Linked DNA regions of Callithrix jacchus: region 1 is linked to region 2. Evidence: chromatin contacts called from public Hi-C data. All regions are on one chromosome and are shown on one strand. Each heading gives the region's core, a stretch centred on a gene start, on an enhancer-like site or on the middle of the called end of the contact. The rest is flanking DNA. Distances are from core to core; before and after follow the strand shown.

Region 1 (4,324 bases), core at 1,070-3,569, 94 kb after region 2:
TCAGTGACATGCTGAGTCTGCCAGTGGGAGTAAGTGAAAGCTGTTTCCCTCTCATTTTGGGAGACTCTGGCCCTGTGCTCTGTGCCCAGGGCCACTTGTAATAGCTGTCTCCCAAAATAACCCTCTTAGGAAAGGAATGAACATTAGGAGGTAATACCATAAAAACTGTGTCATTATTATGGCTCAGAGTAGGCCTAGTTCAATAATTACAGAATACCTTTCCCAAACTTATTAACACCTTTATTTAAGGGAAGAAAAATATGTCCTAACAAGCTAACGATACAAGATCCCGAGACTGGATTGGGGGAGGGGAGTCAATTCTGTTACAGTGGGCATTGCACCTTTGTCTTCCTGAGAAGAGAGGGAGGAGGAAGACAATGAGAAATTATCTGCTACTCTAATGAGGAGATTTGGCTTTAAAAAAGGAGAGGATGTGAGAAATCTGCCCCACACTAGAAATCATCATCTCAGTTCATCAGATTTTAGACTAACCAGTGGTGCCTGACAAGGAGCAAGAGAAAATGAAGTTTAGAATTTGGCACTGAAAATCAGAGTGGTGCTGTTGCTTAGTGTGGTGGCACTAAGCTACTTACTTACTAGGAAGTTTAATCAAGGATAAGAAATAAAACCCCTTGGTACAAATATATACAGACACACACACTCTGTACATGTACATACTCAGTTTATACGTTTGAATTGCTCCAAATGTCTGTTCAGAAGACTGTATTTTTGTATTTGATTCCATCCTCCTGTCCTTCTTTATCCCTTGCGTCCTGCTGTGTATTGACTGAGCCTTGATGGACCATAGCCTGAAGACCATCCCTTTTGGGGTGCAGGGGTGGCTTTTGGTGCAGCCCAGTTAAATGCCTGATTTGCTTTCCTTGCTGAAGCAAGTTCAGGGGGCTTGTCCTCTTCCCTCCTCCCCCAACACTATCACCTCACACCTGTTCTGCCTGCCTACCCCCAAAGTAGGGACTCCAGGCACCTTAGCAGAAACTGCTAGAGGAATAAGGGGTACATATTATGGTGTGAATGGTGCAGTACATTTATTTTATTTTACTTTTTTTATTTTTTTATTTAATTTTATTTTAAAGCTGGCCTCAAGTCATCAAGGGCAATGTTGCTTTAGGATATATATGTTTGCCTAACTTAAAAGCAAATATTTTTGTTACTGATCAGAATTCCTGATTAAAAATTACTTTCTAAAGATCTCCATGTGATTTTTTTTTTAATGATGCTCTTTGTTAGCTAAAATGTTTGTAGGTATTATACCTGTGACATTTTATAACTAGGACTCTTGCTTGGTAGAACATGTTTTGATTACTTAAAAGAAAAAGCATGTCTTTCCACAGTAAACGCTAATTGATCTTGAATGATCTATTTTGATTTAGCATTTTTTTCATGTTATATCTTAGGCCCTGTAAGTTTTCATTGGTGCTTAAACTTGGTCTGTGAAAATATTGTCACCATCTATATGTGCAGTGCAGCCTTCCATGTGAATGTATGGGACAGCATGTTAGTGTTACCGATGGCGCCTTATAAAAGTCTCATTTCTGCTCTCTCTTCTTACTCACAAGACTCTTTAACAGGCCATTGTATTTTCTAGAAGTGGGAAAGGATAATGTTACTAGGGAAGCCAGAGAAAGAAAAGCAGCTAGAGCTTCTTTTAGCTGACCAGTCAACTGGATATTGACCACCTGTCTTCATGGGAAAGAAATAGATGGCAGTGAATAAGCGAGAGTCTAGTTTTCCAAGAAGCTCAATGATTTTCCCAAATCAATACAGCTCATCAGGCCTCAGAACAAAGGCTGCAGGGGAGGTGACAGTGATGGAAGTGGCTCTGTGTTCTTTTGTGTATTAAACCATAAGGCCCATGGGGAAACAAGGTTTCTTTAGCTGTGTAGGGCGTGTGTGTGTGTGTGTGTGTGTGTGTGTTTAGGGCTTCTGTGTATTTGGGGGGAAATTCTTTCAGGTGTGTGTGTGTGTGTGTGTGTGTGTGAAATTATCTCCATAGATTGTATACCATGATCAAACATGCTTTTGAAAGAGATGAGTACAGTCAAGTAAGAAAAGCTATCATGTTTTAAAATGCAGACTAGAACAGAATTTTTCCATTGCTTTTTGGTATTGCTTAAGGTTTCATTTTGTTGTTGTTGTTATTTATGGATCGGGTTTAGATGAATCAAAAAAAGGGTCTCAGTGTTCAGATTAACCTCTGGCAAATCAAGAATCATAGCTACCCTCCCATAAACAAACCCTGTTCCTAATGCCCTGAAAATAACACCAAACCCTAATAGGAATGCTCAACTGTCATCTGAGAGGTTATAATTAACACAGATAGAGTGATGCCAGCGTAGTCCTGCCGCTGACAGAGAAGATCTATCTAAACCAGCAATTTTTAGCCCTTCAGTCCTTTAATCTTTAAGCTCACTGTGCTTTCATAAAGTAGTACATTAACACCAGAGCAGTGTGTCTCTGGGGTTTATGACTGGGGTGGCGGCACACTAGGGCATAAAGTGTTTCATTCACTTTCTTTTGTTAATACTGCCCTATCTCCCAAGCCCCATTGCCATACACTATTTGTTCAGATAAAGCCCTATGTTCAGGGTGACTAATCGCAGCACTGTGTTCCAGATGGTTTGATTACAGGATGTGGTTAAAGTGACTCTTCAAACATTCAGCCCAGCAGTAGGGCTCTTTAAAAAAACATACTGCATTTTACGGTCATGTGACAACACTTACTTTTCCTGTCCTGCTGCTTCATATATACTTGGCACAGGTAATAGGAAAGTCCCTCTGAATTTTGGCTGGCAGGTATTTTATGAGCAACCTTAGTTGTACATTTTAAATTTTCCCAAATAATTGTATTTGAAGAAGGATCTGTCTGAAGGCTATAAGCTCCAAGGCTGGAACAGCGAAGCTTGTACTATACAAGATTCAGCTTTTAAAAAGTACCAGTATTGAATATCACAGAGTGATGACAACAAACTGATGGGGGGAGGGAGTCCTGAACAAAGAGATGGTGATAAATCATGCTGCGTACAATAGCCTCATTGTGTAAAAGTAGAGGGTAATGTGATATCTGAAATATATGCATTTTATTCTGTCCTCATGAAATCAGCATATTGTGACATTTTGTCACTAAGGTTTCACTAGAAAAAATATATATCAAAGGAAAGAAATGTGTAAACTTTTATATTAAGGATTATGGCATGAGTGGGTTACCATTTGGCATTATTCGAATGAGGTTTCTGTTTTCTGCCTGGGTGCACATCAAGTCCATCCAGATGTGGTAGTCGGAGAGAGTTCAAAACAACTTCTGTCTGATTCCAAATCCAGCATTTGCGATGCTTGGCAAAGACTTCTGTCCCAGGGAAGAGGCACTTTAAAGACTCTGAAACAGTCTTTAAACTCTAATACAAACAGAGTTATGTCGATCCACTGGGAAATCAGGCATTTGCCTCGTTCTTGAGGAAGCAGCTTCACAAATACCAGAAATAATGATTCATAAACCACATTTACAACATCTTGGGAGCAAAGCCTCTCCACAGAGAATGTCTATCATCTATAAAGCTAGTGGGAGATTATGCTTATTGAAAAAGTATGGTAGTAATAAAAGGAAGTCACTGAGTAGAATTCGGTCTAGACTCTCTTGTCAGTGTAGTTAGTTCCTAGGTGTTTAATGAATTCTCACTGTTAAATAGGCACTGTGCTGCCGGGGGTTGTGGGTGCAGGCATGCTCCTATTTTTAAGAAGTGTCATCCAGTTGGAAGAGATGGGTATACTGTGTATACGAGCAATGGGGGCCATGTATTATGGTCGGACAAATAGCTTCAACAGTGTTCAGAGCTGGGTGGTTCTCCTTGTCATTCAGGGTCCCAGATGAGGGAGACTCTGCCACCTTCATCCTGAGGCCTTCAAGATGACAATAGCCATTTCCATTGCAGCCAGACAGAAAGGGACGAGTGGATATTATGCGCCAGGCCTGGAAGTGGCCCAGATTGATCAGTTCACTCATTTTCTTTCCATGGGACTCAGTCACATGGCCGCATCAGAGTGATAGGGAGGCTGAGAAGGAGTCTAGCTGTGGGTTCAGAAAGGGAAGGGAAACATGGCTTGTCAGCTTTCATCAAGCCAAGAATGCTGTATGCAGTGCTGTGGGGACCCAGGAGACAAAGGCCGTCTTTTGGTGGTGTGCATGGTATGTGGGTGTCTAGGGCAAGGATTCACGGAAGTGAGAACCTTTGCATTTGTCTCCATGTGCTTCTAATTCATTAGGAACTTTTCCTAGGGATTTGGACTAAGGCATCTTCAAGTCTTCTTT
Region 2 (4,576 bases), core at 1,343-3,842:
AACTTCCCTATTTTGCCAGAGGAGTAGCTCTGATTTTCAAAGCTGGTAGTTAATTGTCTTAGTTTCAGTCTTCAGTTGGCTGATGGTCCTCTGATGCCTCTTGATTGGCCCCTTTGTCAAACAAAACAAAACAAAACAAACACAAGAAAAGCCAGTCTGACAACACAGGTTTATTCAAAAGTCTCCTGGAAGAACCTGGGAGGAAGGAGGTGGGGGTGGGGTGTAAAGGGAGTGTGGCGATGTTGGAATGGAAGGAAATGCTCTAATTTATCAAAATGGTTTGGGTTAACCCTGTGGTCGAGTTGGGCCTAGCCTTTATCTTGGCCAGGAGGGTTTCTCAGAAAGGTTTAGGTTTGGGTTTAAGTGTTGAAGCCAGGGTTAGATTAGATTATTTGATTAGTAGGAACCCTAAACTTTGGTGTTACTTAGACTTCATCTGTGCTGCAGACGCTGTCATTTGTTTTGTATTGGAGAAACTCCAATCTCCTCCAGCTTCACTAGGTCTCATTTTTTAAATGTCCCATTCTTTTAAGAGCTAACTATTGATTTTTCCAAACGAATATAACATACGGGGTAGGGATGTGCTTCCAAAGCCTGAAGTGTAGATGACACACCAGGGACACAGGAAGTGCCCAAGAGTGATCTGGTCCCTTGAGAAATCACTCTTTTAAAAGAAGAAAAGGTAAAAATCACAGTATGGTGCTGTATTGTTATCAATGGGGCATGCACAAATGTAAAATCTCTACATCCAAAAATATAAAACAAATCTCAAAGCTAAAATGGGGGATAGGTAGATTTCAGATGCCTAATTTGCCCCATTTTATTTGTTAAAGTGCAGCTTTGATTTGAATACAAATTGACTTAGGGAGAGCTAAGGTCTATTACAAATTGCATTCCTCTGGTTTATATATCCCAATAAAAGGTGGAAACTGCTGTTTATTAGTATTTGCAGCCTCAAATCTAGTTCATTTATGGTAGTGAAACAGCTAATTGGCAATTTTTTTATGGACTAAATATACTGAAAGCTCAAACATAAGTCAATAGCCATTATTTAAAACATGTGACATAAATATTTTTATTGATCCACGAAGTTATCACTGAATATTTACATCAGAAGCTGTCTTCTGCTAGCACTCATTCACTTTATGTGTCCATATGACTCAGTTAAGACACAACCTTAAATTGCAATTGTCATGTGGAAATTACAATCCTAGTAGTACTGGATCTTTACAACTTGAGATCACGATGCTTGTGATTCACAGTACACTTTGACTTTAAAATGTCCACATTTTAGCTCCTAAAAATAATGGAAGGTAACAGTAAAAAATTAAAAATTAAATGCACTCTAAAGGCTTAATATATGTAAATACATTAGCTTAAATATGTTAGCTGTTACAGTAAAATGCTAAACTTGTTATTTCATATTAACCTCTCTAATCCTATGACCTGAGTCTCAATTACTTGGTTGCTGACATTTGTCCTATGATAAATTCTAAAATATTTCTGTGTTTGTGGATTGTAGATGTAGCATTCAGAGGAATTATGACACCCTCTTCTCCACCAGAAGGGTTAAAGATTTGGGGGAAGAGGAATTCTGACCATCTCACGGTTTAAATATGTGTACTGGGACTATTTAACGGTTAATCTTCCTAGTATACTTATCTCTCACAAGTCGATTTTTTAAAAGCTGAGGCTGGCCCGAGGTGTTACTATGGTAGGCTGGGGCCTTTTTAAATATTTTTTTCCTTTTTGGAGCCACATAACACCAGGTGGAAAAGATTTGTTACTAATTTCAGGGAAGAACCATTCACGTAGTGTTGGTTAAATGGTCGCCTGCGTTCACACTTCACTGCTTGTAGACCAGAGCCCTGGAAACAAAAGGGTTACTTGTTTCCCCACCATCGCCTTTACCCGCAGATCGATTTTTCTTATTTAATCAGGGAGTAAAAAGAGAGACACAGGGAAGAAAAAAAAAAAAAAAAAAATTGCAGGAAGGGCAAAGTGGTGGGGGGAGGGTTGAAAGCCAGAAGCTGCAATACAAAAAAATCAGTCTTGGGAGTTGGGCTGCGGAGTCCTTGGAACAAGGAAGGGAAGCCAGCAAAATGATCGCAATCATTTCCACACAGCCAGCCTCCCTTTTCTCCTCGCTACGCGCTGGTGGCTCATTTGGCTTCCCTCTGCCACCGAGCGATCACATACATTATTTCCCCCAAGATAACACAATCAAACTTGTATTTACCGACATCCTCTCCTCGCAGCCTGTTTGAGATTTGTTTTAATAAATAAGTGTTTTATGTGAATGATGTAGTAATTGAAACAGGCGCACCATTTTTTTTCCTTCTTACTGCGGGAGGTTCCTCAACCCCAATCTGGTTGGAAAATAAAACGCTTTGTCTCCACAACCACCCCCCACCGCACCCCCACCCGCTCTCAGTGTGTGTTTTATACGTGTGTATATCTCAACCCCCTACAGTAGCCAAGAGAAAGCAGCTAGCCAATGAGAGAGCCCAGTTTCATAAAAGCTGCTCTCTGATTGGCCCGATGCGAAAGGGCATTGGGAACAAAGAAAAGTCCCTTTCAGGTATAGAGGCTGAGAGCTTCTTTTGCTCCACTCCCCCTGTGTGTGTGTTGTGTTTCAGTCCTGATTTCAGTGTTGCAGAACAAGCTTGTTGTGTGTGTGCACCAGGGGGATTTTTGTTTTGCTTTTTTTTAATTTTAATTTTTTCTTTTATAAAAAATACACAGGACGGTCTGTGACATTTGATGGTCCATCTTCTTTAATAATAAATTTGTTGAAGAGATTATAATTTCCAAAATAAAGCGGCTGCAACCAAACACATTCAATGCAGTTAGAAGGAAAAGGTCAACTCGATCCAATACAGACCGTAAGTACGGTTGCGTGGTGTGTCTCTATATAGCACTTAGTGGGGACTTCATGCAGGGGAATGTGAGAGTTTTATGCATAGAAATGAGGAACTAGTTACAGGGTTTGGCTTTTGCATTTAGAACAACAACCCAAGAAGGGTGAATTTTGTTCAGTAGAGGGTGAAGCATTTTTAAGTTCACACAAATTAAGCTTGACTCGGCACTCGGAGTAACTTGGAGTAAATTAGCTTTTGGGCTCTAACCCAAAGGAGAATAAAAGTGACACAGTTACATATCCTGGTCTGCAATGTCAGTTCTCTAGCTCACCTTACTCCCTCCCTCTCCTGTCCTAGCTCGGCAGACCACCCCCACTTCCAAACCGATCCAGGAAAATGGGGGCAAGGGCAGAACAAGCCGATTTCTGTCTCCTGTCAGATCCCAGTGCCCGATAATTTAATATTAAACAAGGGAATAGTCACTCATTACATGTAATGGTTATAATTACCATTCGCCATCCCCTTAAAAAAGCAAGCAACAAAAATACCATTAAGAGAAAAAATAAAAGCCCCACCCAACCCAAACAAACCCACAAATAGTAACAATGGTGTGTTTATTACAGGATCAGGCTGGGGAGCAAGCAAAAGGTTTTTCTTTGTTTAAGTACATGTAGTGGGGGTCCCTAAACTCCAAGTAGCTCTGAGGTACCCTTCCCCCTCCCCCAGCCGTCCCCGTCCCTGGCCCCTTGGGAAAGCCGACAAATTGGAAATAAGTTGAGGAAAGGTTTATAAAGTGTTTCTTTAAAACATCTGCTTCGCTCTTGTGCTCATTACATTTCACTCCTTCCGAACTTCGGAGATCCTAGATCTCCGAGAAATGTTTCACATTCATAACTTGTAGCTTCGCCCACTGCGGGGGGGCGGCGGGGGGAGGAGGTGGGGGAGTGTGTGCAGGGGGAGGGGAAAGACCTTCAGCTTTTTTTTTAAAGACCAGATCAGTATTTTCTTGATACGCTTGTCACCATTTTTGTTCTCACGACAACCAATTGAGCCCTTGATCCTCACGTGATGTGAAAGGCTTGCACTGTAACAAAATCGCTCCTTTTAGATGGTTGGTTCTTACTAACTCGCCCATCCCCCTCTCCCGGCCCCGACATTTCCAGCAAAGCGACTCTCTACTTCCAATCCATCAACAATTCATTACTGCTTTTAGCTTCCAAACGCCAGCTAATTAAAAATACTAAGCCAAGCTCCAGGGCCATCTGACTAAACACAGGAGGGGGTGGGCGAGAGGAGGAGGAGGAGGAAAGAAAAAATAAATAAAAGGGAGACACTCCGTTGGCTGCGAGTATAAGAGGGAAAAACTCCTGAAAAAGGTCGCTTTTAAAAAAACCAAAAACCTTTTTTTGACTCTAATTATCGAATTACCACATGACTGATTGACCTGAGCGACAGAGGATTCCACCCTCCTCGGGAACTATACTAGGAACTCGGTTCCTTTTTCTTAAAACAACATAAGACAGGAAAACATCACATCCTTTAGGTTTCGAAGACTGAGCCCATTTTAAACGCCGTTATTTTCCCCACCCCGCCGCCCCCCGCCCCGAGCGAATGCTGTTATAACTGGTTTATCAGCTCACTGACTGAATCATCTGCTCCCTCCTCCTCCACACCTTTCTTTTTCTCCTCTTGCCCCGCTTCTCATCCCACCCTTT

What was found. Hi-C and Micro-C count contacts between places; a contact is called where the count stands out from the background.
Region 1: a contact with region 2 is called in a Hi-C map of skeletal muscle, with 4 times the contacts expected there. The contact joins the enhancer-like site here to the promoter of ZNF608 in region 2. A contact is called at or near these places in 2 of 3 Hi-C or Micro-C datasets (both in skeletal muscle).

Annotation. Positions count from the first base shown.
Region 1 is chr2:84,618,417-84,622,740 of calJac240_pri, forward strand. The region is part of intron 2 of ZNF608 (zinc finger protein 608); the gene reads left to right. Among named protein-coding and RNA genes, the nearest start is that of ZNF608, 93 kb to the left of the region's middle. Within about 2 kb of position 2,320, at least 9 of the 16 cell types and tissues checked have an H3K27ac peak or open chromatin away from gene starts, as enhancers often do. A contact at or near this core is called in skeletal muscle, where this site is marked.
Region 2 is chr2:84,524,515-84,529,090 of calJac240_pri, forward strand. It overlaps ZNF608 (zinc finger protein 608), which reads left to right and starts at 2,593. Exons shown (of 10, transcript XM_078365818.1): 1 at 2,593-2,885. The coding sequence starts at 2,844.